Regions from separate parts of the Zea mays genome. Here all the other regions are linked to region 2. Evidence: chromatin contacts called from public Hi-C data. All regions are on one chromosome and are shown on one strand. Each heading gives the region's core, a stretch centred on a gene start, on an enhancer-like site or on the middle of the called end of the contact. The rest is flanking DNA. Distances are from core to core; before and after follow the strand shown.

The links. Hi-C and Micro-C count contacts between places; a contact is called where the count stands out from the background.
Region 1: a Hi-C map of leaf shows a contact between it and region 2, with 2.5 times the contacts expected there. The contact joins the promoter of LOC100280401 here to the promoter of LOC100273296 in region 2. A contact is called at or near these places in 8 of 25 Hi-C or Micro-C datasets (bundle sheath, ear, leaf and 1 more).
Region 3: a contact with region 2 is called in a Hi-C map of ear, with 2.2 times the contacts expected there. The contact joins the promoter of URM1 here to the promoter of LOC100273296 in region 2. A contact is called at or near these places in 3 of 25 Hi-C or Micro-C datasets (ear, leaf and tassel).

What each region holds. Positions count from the first base shown.
Region 1 is chr7:151,358,233-151,362,001 of Zm-B73-REFERENCE-NAM-5.0, forward strand. It overlaps LOC100280401, which reads right to left and starts at 1,571. Exons shown (of 8, transcript NM_001153324.1): 1 at 1,328-1,571; 2 at 936-994; 3 at 740-814; 4 at 514-630; 5 at 330-400; 6 at 1-207. The coding sequence starts at 1,421.
Region 2 is chr7:151,222,042-151,225,471 of Zm-B73-REFERENCE-NAM-5.0, forward strand. It overlaps LOC100273296 (DNA primases), which reads left to right and starts at 1,437. Exons shown (of 15, transcript NM_001147737.2): 1 at 1,437-1,562; 2 at 1,678-1,808; 3 at 1,907-2,070; 4 at 2,295-2,441; 5 at 3,207-3,258. The coding sequence starts at 1,490.
Region 3 is chr7:151,014,086-151,017,739 of Zm-B73-REFERENCE-NAM-5.0, forward strand. URM1 (Ubiquitin-related modifier 1 homolog) reads right to left here and starts at 1,706. Exons shown (of 3, transcript NM_001149704.3): 1 at 1,512-1,706; 2 at 1,231-1,395. The coding sequence starts at 1,534.

The DNA.
Region 1 (3,769 bases), core at 321-2,820, 140 kb after region 2:
CACGAGATGCCTCGCTTGTGGACCCTCAGCGCCCTGTTGTTGCCCCGGGCGAAGCTGTAGGTGTCGTTGAACAGGCTCCAGGCCACGAGCCCGCAGGGGACGACGGCGCTCCCGTGCTCGGTGGTAGCTTCGGGCTTGCAGTACTGCTGCGTGCTGTTGGCCTCCTTGGGATCTCTCAGCTGCTTGTCGCTGCGGCTCTTCACGTACCTGTGCATGGTTTTTCATTCCCGACATGTACGTGTTCTTCAGCTCAGAGGCGAGAGCATCGGTCTTGGCCGTCTCTATCTATGGAACCCAGTACTGGAAATGTACGCCACGTTAGCTTTTACCTCCTGTGGTTCTGGTAGAACTTGTCAAGCTGGTAATATACGTAGATTGGGTGCTTCATATCCCTAGGAACCTACAAAGAGAAGAGCATTAGTCACCTTGTCCTCCTTCAACTAACAACAGCAAAGAAAAAAATGTCTCGAATCCTTTTTTTTCACTTTTTATTGGTTGATGATAACCGTTTACCTTGAGAATCCATGTGCATGTCTTATCTATAGATGGGTTTTGGATATAGGCGACTTTGTTGCCAAGCATGTGTCTTGGTATGCATGAAGTCTCATACTCATAGACCACTTCAACCACCTATTTGGAAGCAAGAAAATCGCAGGAAACTTGGGTTTCAGAACCGGGGATCAGGTTTGAGGTTTATATATATGCAGTATAACGCACACACCACACAGCTCGAACTTACCCTGTTTGAGGCTGCAATGCAGCCAAGGCCAATCACGATAAAAACTACGCCCACAAACAGGAGTACAGGGATGACCTGATTGCGTCGCCCAGGGTTAGTTGCAATAGTCACCATCCTGTATTCTTATAATCTCTAAACACTGAGAAATAACTCAACGAAAATGAGATACGGTTAATAGGCAGGCAGTCAAACTTACCGTCTGAGGCGCAAGTATAGGCTTGCAAGCTGGAAGCTGTTGCTGAGTAAACGGATGATCTTCAAAGTCAACACAATACAGTCATCATATACATAACAACCACTCCTTGTTTCAAATTTAAACCACAAAGATAACAGCATCGTATAAATTAGTTTAGGTTACTTCGGCTTTATGAATCGCCTCATTTTTTAAAAAAAAAACTTCATGAATTCACCATCGCCTAATCTTGGAAAGAGAGAGTTTTTTTTTTCTTTTTGTTCTGGTTCGAAGCACATCGAATTCTGATTATGGTGCAAAAGCCCCAGCCCTCAAATTCACTAAAAACCAGGCTGGAGAAATAAAGAAATAATTAACAGAATTCTGCTTCTTTATCAGAGGAGAGATTCGATTACACTGAGGCCTGTTGCTGTTGCGCTTCTTCACGCTGGCTGCCGGGTCATCCTGGCTGGAGCTCGGTCCGGCTGTATCGCCATGCGTCGGCACCATTGCTGTCCCTGGCAAAGACTCCAGCCCTGCAAGCTGGAAGAGCTTGGTGGTGCTCCCAAAGCGGAAAATCGTCGGGACCAAACAGATGGGGGATATACTAGTTTCAGAGAAAAAAGCTTCAGCAGGAGAGTACGGAATGGAGGCGAGGCATTAATCAGGTTTGGGTTTGGGAGTAGAGACGAAGCAAGGAACTAAAAGGATGGAGAGACATCACAACCTGTCCTTGAGAGCCTCTAGGAAACCAGAAAGGTAAGCATCACCTAACCCAACCGTCCACGTCACTTTCATCCTCCTCTGCTCAAGAAGACTTTGGTGTTTTGTTCATGATATTATTATTGGCTCAACCTGTGTCTGTATCATCGCTTGAGGCACTTCCTACACAGGTATTAGTGTATTACAACCAACGCAACAGCCAAGGAAATCTCACAGCGCAACAAATTTCAATGGTATTGCTATTTCCAATGTCAGTGAAGAGATATGGGCTTATTACATGGGCCCACATGGAAGGTCCAGTTTGCTAACAGTTTCGATAGAATCGAACAAAAGAGTCTGCAAAATTTACAGAACCACAGACCAGAAACCAAGGAAGGAAGCTGCAATGCGCAAAATTCCTCTAGGTCTTTTACTTGGACCAATAATCAATAACATCATGTGTTTGCTGCCCTGGATAAAGTGTTTTGTAACACTGCTTTTGACCAACAATATCCTCTTGCCTTTGTCTCTTGTCAGATCTAGGGCTGTCAGTGACCATGTTCCTTTGATCTTGAACCTGGGCTGTAAGAGTCCAAGAAACCAAGTTTATTTAGATTTTTAATTTAGACCTATCAGCCTTATTAATTTTTAGCTTTACACTGTTTGCTAAATTGCTTAATAACAGACTGATTGTGGTAGCTGATAGGCTGAATGTTTCAAATCAAGCAACTTTTATAAAAGCAGATACATTCTTAAGGGTGTGGTAGCAGCACATGAAATTATTCATGAAGCAAAAAGAAGCTGGGGTCATTCTTAAGTTGGACTACTAAAAGGCTTATGATAGGGTCAGTTGGAATTTTCTGGAGGACATGCTCCAGTCTAGGGGCTTTAGCCCCAAGTGGATTAGATGGATCGAGTCTGGTACAGGGTGAATCTTTTTGTGTGAGAATAAATGATATGGATAGTGTCATTTTTATACCTGGAAAAGGTCTTAGGCAAGGAGACCCTTTATCTCCCTTCTTTTGAACCTAGTAGCTGATAGCTTTACCAGGATGCTCAAGAAAGCAGCTACACAGGACTTGATTTCTGGGCTTCTTCCTCAGGTCATGGGAGGTGGTGTGACCACTCTGCATTATGCAGATGACACTCTTTTCTTCTTAGAAATAATCTAGAAAAGGCTAAGACTTTGAGATGGCTGTTAATCTTTTTTTGAACAGATATCAGGGATGAAGATCAATTATGACAAGAGCGATCTTCTTACCATTGGTTTGGATTCAGATAATGCTAATAGTTTTGCAGAAGTGTTTTGTTGCAAACAAGGGGGTTTCTCAATCAAATACCTCGGTGTGCCTCTTCACTTTACTAAATTGAAGAGAGCTGATTTACAACCTGTGATAGATAAGAGAATAGCTGGATGGAGAGGGGGACTTTTGCCCTATGCTGGCAGACTTACTCTTTTAAGAGCATGTCTTTCAAGCATTCCTATTTATTTGCTTTACATTATAAAATGTCCCTAAATGGGCTGCTGACATGATTAATTCACAGATGGGGCACTTTCTATGGAATGATAATGAGGATAGGCACAAATACCACTTAGTAAACTGGCAATTGGTTGCCCAGAAAAAAGGGCTTTAGTGGACTAGGGAATCCTGATCTAAGGAGTCTTAATCTGTCTCTGCTTTATGCTTGGATATTTAGATACAATTTGAAGTCAAACTCTATTTGGGTTAAGATAATAGACTCCAAGTACAGAACAAAAAATCCTAATGTCCTTTGCTGACTTGGTGTTTGTGCATCCCCTTTTTAGGAAGGGGTGCCCTGGGCTGTACAAGCTGCCCATATGGGTATCAAATCGATTGTGGGTAATGGTAAGAAAATAAGATTTTGGGAAGATTATTGGCCTTTATATGCTATTAATGAACAATTTAGTAGAATTGCTAGTGGAATCTGGGATGGTACGAACACAAGGTTGACTTGTCCTTTTTATTCTGGTTGATGATGAGTTATTGTCAATGGGTAGCGTCTTGGGTCGAGTCGTGGACTGGCCGAGGTGTGAGATTATGTGTTGTGCAATTATGTCGGTCAGCTTGTGGTGTGCAAGTGTGGAGCATAGATACGGTGGTCGACGGCGAAGGTGAAAGTCATGCGGGTTCGTG
Region 2 (3,430 bases), core at 187-2,686:
AAATGTATACCACAGCAAAAGAAAAAAAAATCTTAAAACAAACAAACTCATATGTGTGCTACGGAATCTAAAGGCAAAACGGCGGGGATCGGATTTTAAAACCCCCTGCAGACAGCCACAGATGGGTAATGACGAGAGGAACAACAATAATGCTGCTGGCACGCTCGCGAGAAAAGGTACAGCAGCATACAGCTTGTTTCGTCGATCGATCAATCAATCAGGAGGCTCGATCTGCTGCTACACGCATCATCCAGCTCGATCGGCACGTCCATTACCCGGCTGTACACTACTGTACTCGACACGACCACGGACCGTGCATGTGGCGTCCCCTGCCCAATGATTAGTCGCTCGCTGATTTGCTGCCGATCTGTGTCATCCATCCTTGGACAGCGTCGAACTGTCCTGTGGATCGAACGAACCCAGTGGCGGTGGTTGCACATGCTTGAGCATCGTGAAAGGATAAAAAAAAAGTTCACGATGGCCGTGGATTCCTTCATAGTTTCTCCTTCCTTCGCACGAACACAGCAGCCGAGGCGGACGAACAGCAAGTCAGCAACAGCAGTCACGTACCGTAGCCATGAGCGCAGCAGATCGATTAATTAATGATGACTGGCATTTTAAACCCATCCAAAACTAGAGACGGCAATGGGTACCCGCGACCCGATACCCGATGAGTATTTACTCCATTAGGGTATGTATGTGGCCTAAATATTCTACCCGTTGGTCTGTTATTGGGCAAAAATCTTCACCCAATGGGTAAACGGGTATTAGAACGTTCCACCTTCACCCATATCCGTTAACCCGTAGGTATAAAATACCCAATATAAACTTAGCCCAAGCATAAACTTAGACTTTAGTCATCCATCTTTTTTACTATTTAATAACCTTTTAGGCCATTATGTCATAGAAGACTTAACGACAATTTAATGACCATGTAATGGAACATGTAATTCACCCAATGTGTATTGAATAGATGGTTAAATGATGCTAGAAATTTTGTAATGATATTTAGATGGATATGCTTGATATTTGTATAATATAATATTTTGATAGATGTTTAATTTTTGTGGGTACGGGTGACCCGATGGGTGACCCATACCCACGCGGGTATGGGTATGGGGGTAAATCCATACCCACCAGTGTATATGAGTGACCCGGTGAAGTCATTTTTTTGTTGTGGGTATGAGTATGAGGTAGTAATACCCGGTAGATATTTACCATTTTACCCATTGCCATCTCTATCCAAAACGCGCGAGGAGTGCACGACACGGGGGAATGCGTGGTGACTTTGGCCCATCTACACGGCCCGGCTAAAAACGGACTTCTGGCTCTGCCACGGCCCACGCGAACTAGCGATTCCATCCCGCCCCTCACCGGAGCGAAACCACTGGGGTTCCCGCTCACGAGCACTGAAAAACTGCCAAAACCGAGCGAACCACACACCCCTTGTCAACGCTGTGGCGGCACGGCAGGCGATCCAAGGAAAGCGATGACGGCGTACGACCCCAAAGACGACGTCGACCGCCTCTTCGCCTGCTTCAAATGCGGCGTCTCCCCTCCCAGTATGTACTTACGCTGCTCCCTCCCTCTTCCCCCAATCACTCTTTCCATTTCCCCATCCACATTGCAATCTGTCTCACCGTCCACGATTCGCTCCGCGTTTTCCGTGGCGCCCAGAGTCGGCCTTCAGGGAGAGGCCGCTCCCGCAGGCCAAGAAGTCGCGGGGCTCGCCCGTGTCGGAGACTGCCGGTAGCGGTGGCCGGAGCTCCTCCGATGTTTCCACCACGCCGGATGCCGCAGCGGACAAGGTGAGGCCGAGACATTTTCCTTTTTTTTTTCTGCCTACTAATTTCCAGACCAAAACAAAAAGCTGAGGACCGTTCCGTCCAATCCCCGCGTTTGCTAGCGCGCGGCGCCGTCGTCGGCCAAATCTACAGGCCGCAAGCACATGTCCCCATTCGTGTTCTACGGCTCCCCGCGGGGCGTCCAAGTCAAAAGGCCGCAGAGCTTCCTGAGGCTGCTGCACGTGATCCGCATTGATCTCAAGAAGCAAACCGACTTCAACCCCAGGTGTGGCATCTAGAGGCTGTTTGGTTTGCTACCTAAGACGCCACAACGTGCCTAACTTTTCTGCCTAACCTTAGCTCTTCAATTCGAGCGACTAAGGTTAGGCAGATTGTGGCGCCTTAGGTAGGAAACCAAACATGCCCTAGTCCACGCGCGCCACATTGTGCTGCTCTGTTTGATACTACTCCATAACGCCCGTTTTAGTCTGACTTGCTGGTTGTCGTCAGGGATGTTGTCTGGGCTACATTTCCTAGGCAAGACGAGGCGATCAGGTTCTCTAAGGCATACGCACATACCAATGTCTTTTGCTATCAAGAGCATATGTCCGGTACGCGAAGGTTCCTTGTGTCTACATACGACGAGTTCTGGAAAAGGTTGGGTCACTCCAAGAGCTTCCAAAAAAGTTGTTTCCCAAAACATCATATTGGGGGCTGCTGGCAAAACAAATTCCTCTCAAAAAAATATCAACCCACATCAGAATGCTAATAACTTGTCCCTAATTTTTTTTAAAGAGGCCACATCATCATTGGGTAGGCCCACCGTATGGTAGCAGGTAGATTATTTGACAATTCAGTCCGCAGACTGCTAGGTATTGGAGTTCATAGTGTCAAGTGTAATTGGAAGTAGGCTAAACATGAACCATGGTGTTCTTTAGAATGAGAATACTCGTAGCCATGGTGTTCTTCAAAATGACAATGCTTGTAGCCTGAACATGAACCTGAACTGGAGTATTTCATACAGAACCTGAACTGTCGGCAGTGTTCAGCTTGAGGTTCTAAACTGGAGCAAGTTTCAGGTTCAGGTTACTGTTCACAACCTGGAAGAACTGAAACAATCTGTAACCATTTTGTAACAATCTGAACATATTTATGCAAACAAACAAACAAGACTCCTAGGCCTGCAAACTTGTGACATAATTAAAGAGTGCTTTGCATTCACTAGCATGGATGAGAGACAACTTAATGTCAACATAACACCTCCATGTTTGTGTTCTTTAGTGTTCTTTTGTAGATGCTCAGCAAACTGCATGTTTTGTACCCCATTCCACCTCCATGTTTGTTCGTGCATAGCAGCGTAATGCCAAGTTTTGTTCCTCTTTCCTAAATGGCCAACCACATCTTATTGCTGTATTTTTGCAGGTACAACGATATGGATTCCAAAATTCGCCATCATTATGAGGTTATCCAGGAGGTAAGCCATCTTTTGTTGATTCCATGCTGAAATGGGTTGCACGGTATTTTGCAAGCAATTCTTTTTTGAAATATTGGTTTCATGTTCTATTCCTAGATTTGATGTGGAGTATATAAGTAAAAGGAATAGTTGGTAAAACACATAAATGTCCTTGACCTTCCTTTACAGTGCA
Region 3 (3,654 bases), core at 456-2,955, 210 kb before region 2:
TTTCTTCTTTCCTCAAATATATGTGAGGACCGTGCATATTTGTATTAGAGAAGGAACACATTGATAAGTTACATTACAAGACACATGAATGTACTCTCCTAGGGGCGGGGGGAAATGCCACTCTTACGGCTAGTTTGGGAGCCACAAAACCGGAGAGGATTAGAGTGGCTAAAATCCCCTCCTTATTCAATTTTAAATAAGGAGGGGATTTTAGCCCCTCCAATCCCCTTCGGTATTTGGACTCCCAAACTAGAGCCACAATCTTATTCAATTTTGAATAAGGAGGGGATTTTAGCCCCTCCAATTACCTCCAGTTTTTAAACTGCCAAACTAGCCCTTGGGAACCCCATTTTCCAAAAGGTTTTCTATTTTCCCAAGGGAAATTAGTTCAACATCCCTTGGGAAAATGAAGTTCTCAAACTAGCAACTCAATTTTCCTAAGGTATTCCTATTTTCCAAAGGGAAAATGAAAATACCTTGAGAAAATGGAGTTGCATGGGAACTCCATTTTCCCAAAATGTTCATATTTTCCCAAGGGAAAATGAACTAATTTCCCTTGAGAAAATGGAAATCCCTTGTGAAAATAGAGTTGCCTTAAGGCTAGTTTGGGAGCAAAGGAAATGGAGAGGATTTTAGCCCCCTCAATCCCTTCCGTTCCCCTTGCTCCCAAACAAGCCCAATCCCTTCCATTCACCTTACTCCAAACAAGCCCTAAGGGTTACTGGTCTCAAAATAAGCAATAGAGAAAAAAAACAATAACAGCTAGTAAATCCTACCTAGCTCAGGGCTGAAAGGCTCCCAGATATTTTGCACCACCTCAAGCCCATGAGAAGAGCTCATTTTTTGTTTTGTAAATGATTTGTGCTTTCAAGCTATAATTCCTGATCCTAATACCCCTCTCTAGCCATTAGTGAAAATCAAAGAACAATTAGTTGGTGTAGAATTTGCTTTTGTCAAATTAAACCACAGGGGAGTTAGAAATAATTTGGATTTGTCAAAACTTGGAGCCAGTTGCAGTCTACAGGCCACAGTTAACTGGTAACTAGGAACTAATTATCAGTCCACACTAGTTAACCGTCAGGAAAAGGCTATTCATCATAAGAGAAACGGCAGCAACTGAAGCAGACCACGACCTTGGCGCAGAATCTGTCTTGTTTCAATGCCCATTAAATATCAATCCTACCACCTACACAAGTGAATGAAGAGAAAGTGGAGCAAAACAACACGTACACGGAATCAGCCTTGAGGAACATCTCCGGTCGCTCCTTGATCAGATTCTCCTTGACCCAAGAGAGCAAGAACTTCATCGTCACCTTGCCTTGGCCGTCCTTGGGCGTGGTGACCTCCACCTTGTGCACCTTGGTGGAGTTCTCCAGGAGCAGCTCCAGCCCGCCCCTGCAGCCCCAAGCCAGCGGTTGCTAATATTCGTGACGGACCGCGGGCACGCAGCGCTACGCAAAAAGGCGAGAGGTATCCGAGGAGGAAGTGACAAGTCCAGGGAGAAGGATTACCCGAATTCGAGAGTGAGATGCATCGCCACAGGTCCCGAGGGTGCGAACTCGTTCCTAGGTTAAGGGTTTCTTAGCCGTCGACGCCGGGGCCGGAGGGAACGTAGCGTGAAAGGAGAGGAGCACGCCGGCGCTGTGGGAGAAGAGGTGGAGGCAGCCGGGAATCGCAGGAGACGGCGCTGCGCGCTGTGACCGGCTGCTCGCAGTACAGGTGCCCAGCCCACCTGTTTGCTTCCTCGAATTTGGGCCGCTTCATGTGATCTGGTTTGGGCTGTGATCTGTCTTAGCTGGGTGTAACCGAAAGATAATTTAGCAAAAAAGGTTACTGACAAGTAAATCTCAAATATTGTTCATTTGTTTGTGCAGTTTAGTAGAAAACCCCAACATTTATTCTTTTACTGCCACTTACCGAGCTTTTGTTTAGAATACTGTATATATTATATTTAGAATTTAACCACCTAGCTACTTTGCTAATTTATTTTGTTCCTAATTACATAGCTTAAGCCCAAAGCTCCGAAACCAAATTTTGTTAGGAGCTATTGCGCTACGTTGAGCAGTTTGATTGAATAAAAATGATATAACATTTAACAAAGTTGAATCTAATAATTAGATGCAGTTAATTTTCACGACGAAGTTTTGGATCCGTCGACGGTCCATGCTGCATAAGGACGAGCAACCAATGTTTAAAGACGGATCGAAGGAGCATCTCCAACAATAACTAAAACTGGTGTCTCAAATTAAAATATAAAACTTTACCTAGAAAAACTATTCCAATAGTGTATCATTTTATAAAATTTGGTTAAAAAATTATAGGACGCTCTCTCAAATACATCAAATATATCGTAGTAAGTTGTCCTATAATTTAGATTTGTAACTTTACTGTTGGAGCAGAATATTTTGTTGGTGTTCTGAATTCTATAAATTACACTCATTTTCAAGTTATAGGACATTTTTATATGTCACGTCGTTGAAGATGCTCTAAGATAAAAGACTTCGATTATGGCGGTTTTTGAAAATTTTAGTTGGAACTTCAGTAGTTACGTTAAGGTTGTTTTTCTTTTGTTTGTTTGCTGCACTCACTAGTTGGGTCGAGTCAAGTTTTGTTTTCTTAGGGCTAGTTTGGAAACTGAAATCTCCTTCGAAATTGAAGAGAATTGAAGAGTAAATTAATTTATTTTCACTTAATCCCCTACAATCATGATTTCATGAGAGGATTTGAGGTTGCAAAGTAGCCCTATGGGTTTGTGAGCCTTATGGCTTTGGTTTGTACCATGACTCTCAGATGGTAGACTGTAACTTTGTTTCTGTCGGAGAGAGAATTCTCCGGCCGGGTAGCAGAGTGCACCCGTCCTAAATCCTAAGATGAGGAAGAGGCTTAAGCGTTTTGCATGTCCTGCTAAGCGAGCATCGAGCACATGAACACGCGAGGATTTAGAGTGGTTCGGGCCGCCGGAGCGTAACACTCTACTCCATTGTGTGTTGGATTGCTGTGGAAGCTTGAGAATTGAGAGTCTGTTCTTTCGTGTCGTTGCATGCCTCCCGTTTTATAGCTAAGGGGGCATGTACAAGAGTGTTGAGCCCCGACATGTGGGCCCAGGAACATAACAGATGTAGTACTTGGAGCTACTAATGTTTGCTGCTGGAGTAATCTTCTTGCGCCCTGACATCCGAGATCTGCGTAGTATCGGCGTGCAGGGGAAGCTTCTCGCACAAGGGATGATGAGCACAGTGCGCCGCGCAGCACGGGCGTACTGTTTGACAACGGACGGGACAGATGCGCCGTCTGCAGGATGGCTCTGGCGCCGCCTGCCAGTGGAGTGGACAGGACACATTAAATGATGTGAGGGCACATCGCCTGTCAGCAGGGTGGACAGGCGGCGCGTCCTTTCCACAATAAATGCAGAGACCGCGCGTCCTAGAGGCCTTACGTCAGGCTCCGCCCGCCGGCTTACGTCACGGGCAGTAGGCCACGTGGCAGCACCGGGTCCCCGCCTGAGCGGGGAGCGGAGGCGCGCTGGGCAAGACCCTGACAAGTGTCTGTGTCGGACCCCTGTACGTCCTTGACTTAGACCAAGGTATTCTTCGTCCCGGGATCTTGTCATGGGTGGCCCAGACCTCACTTAGAGGGGTCCAGGTCCCATTCAGG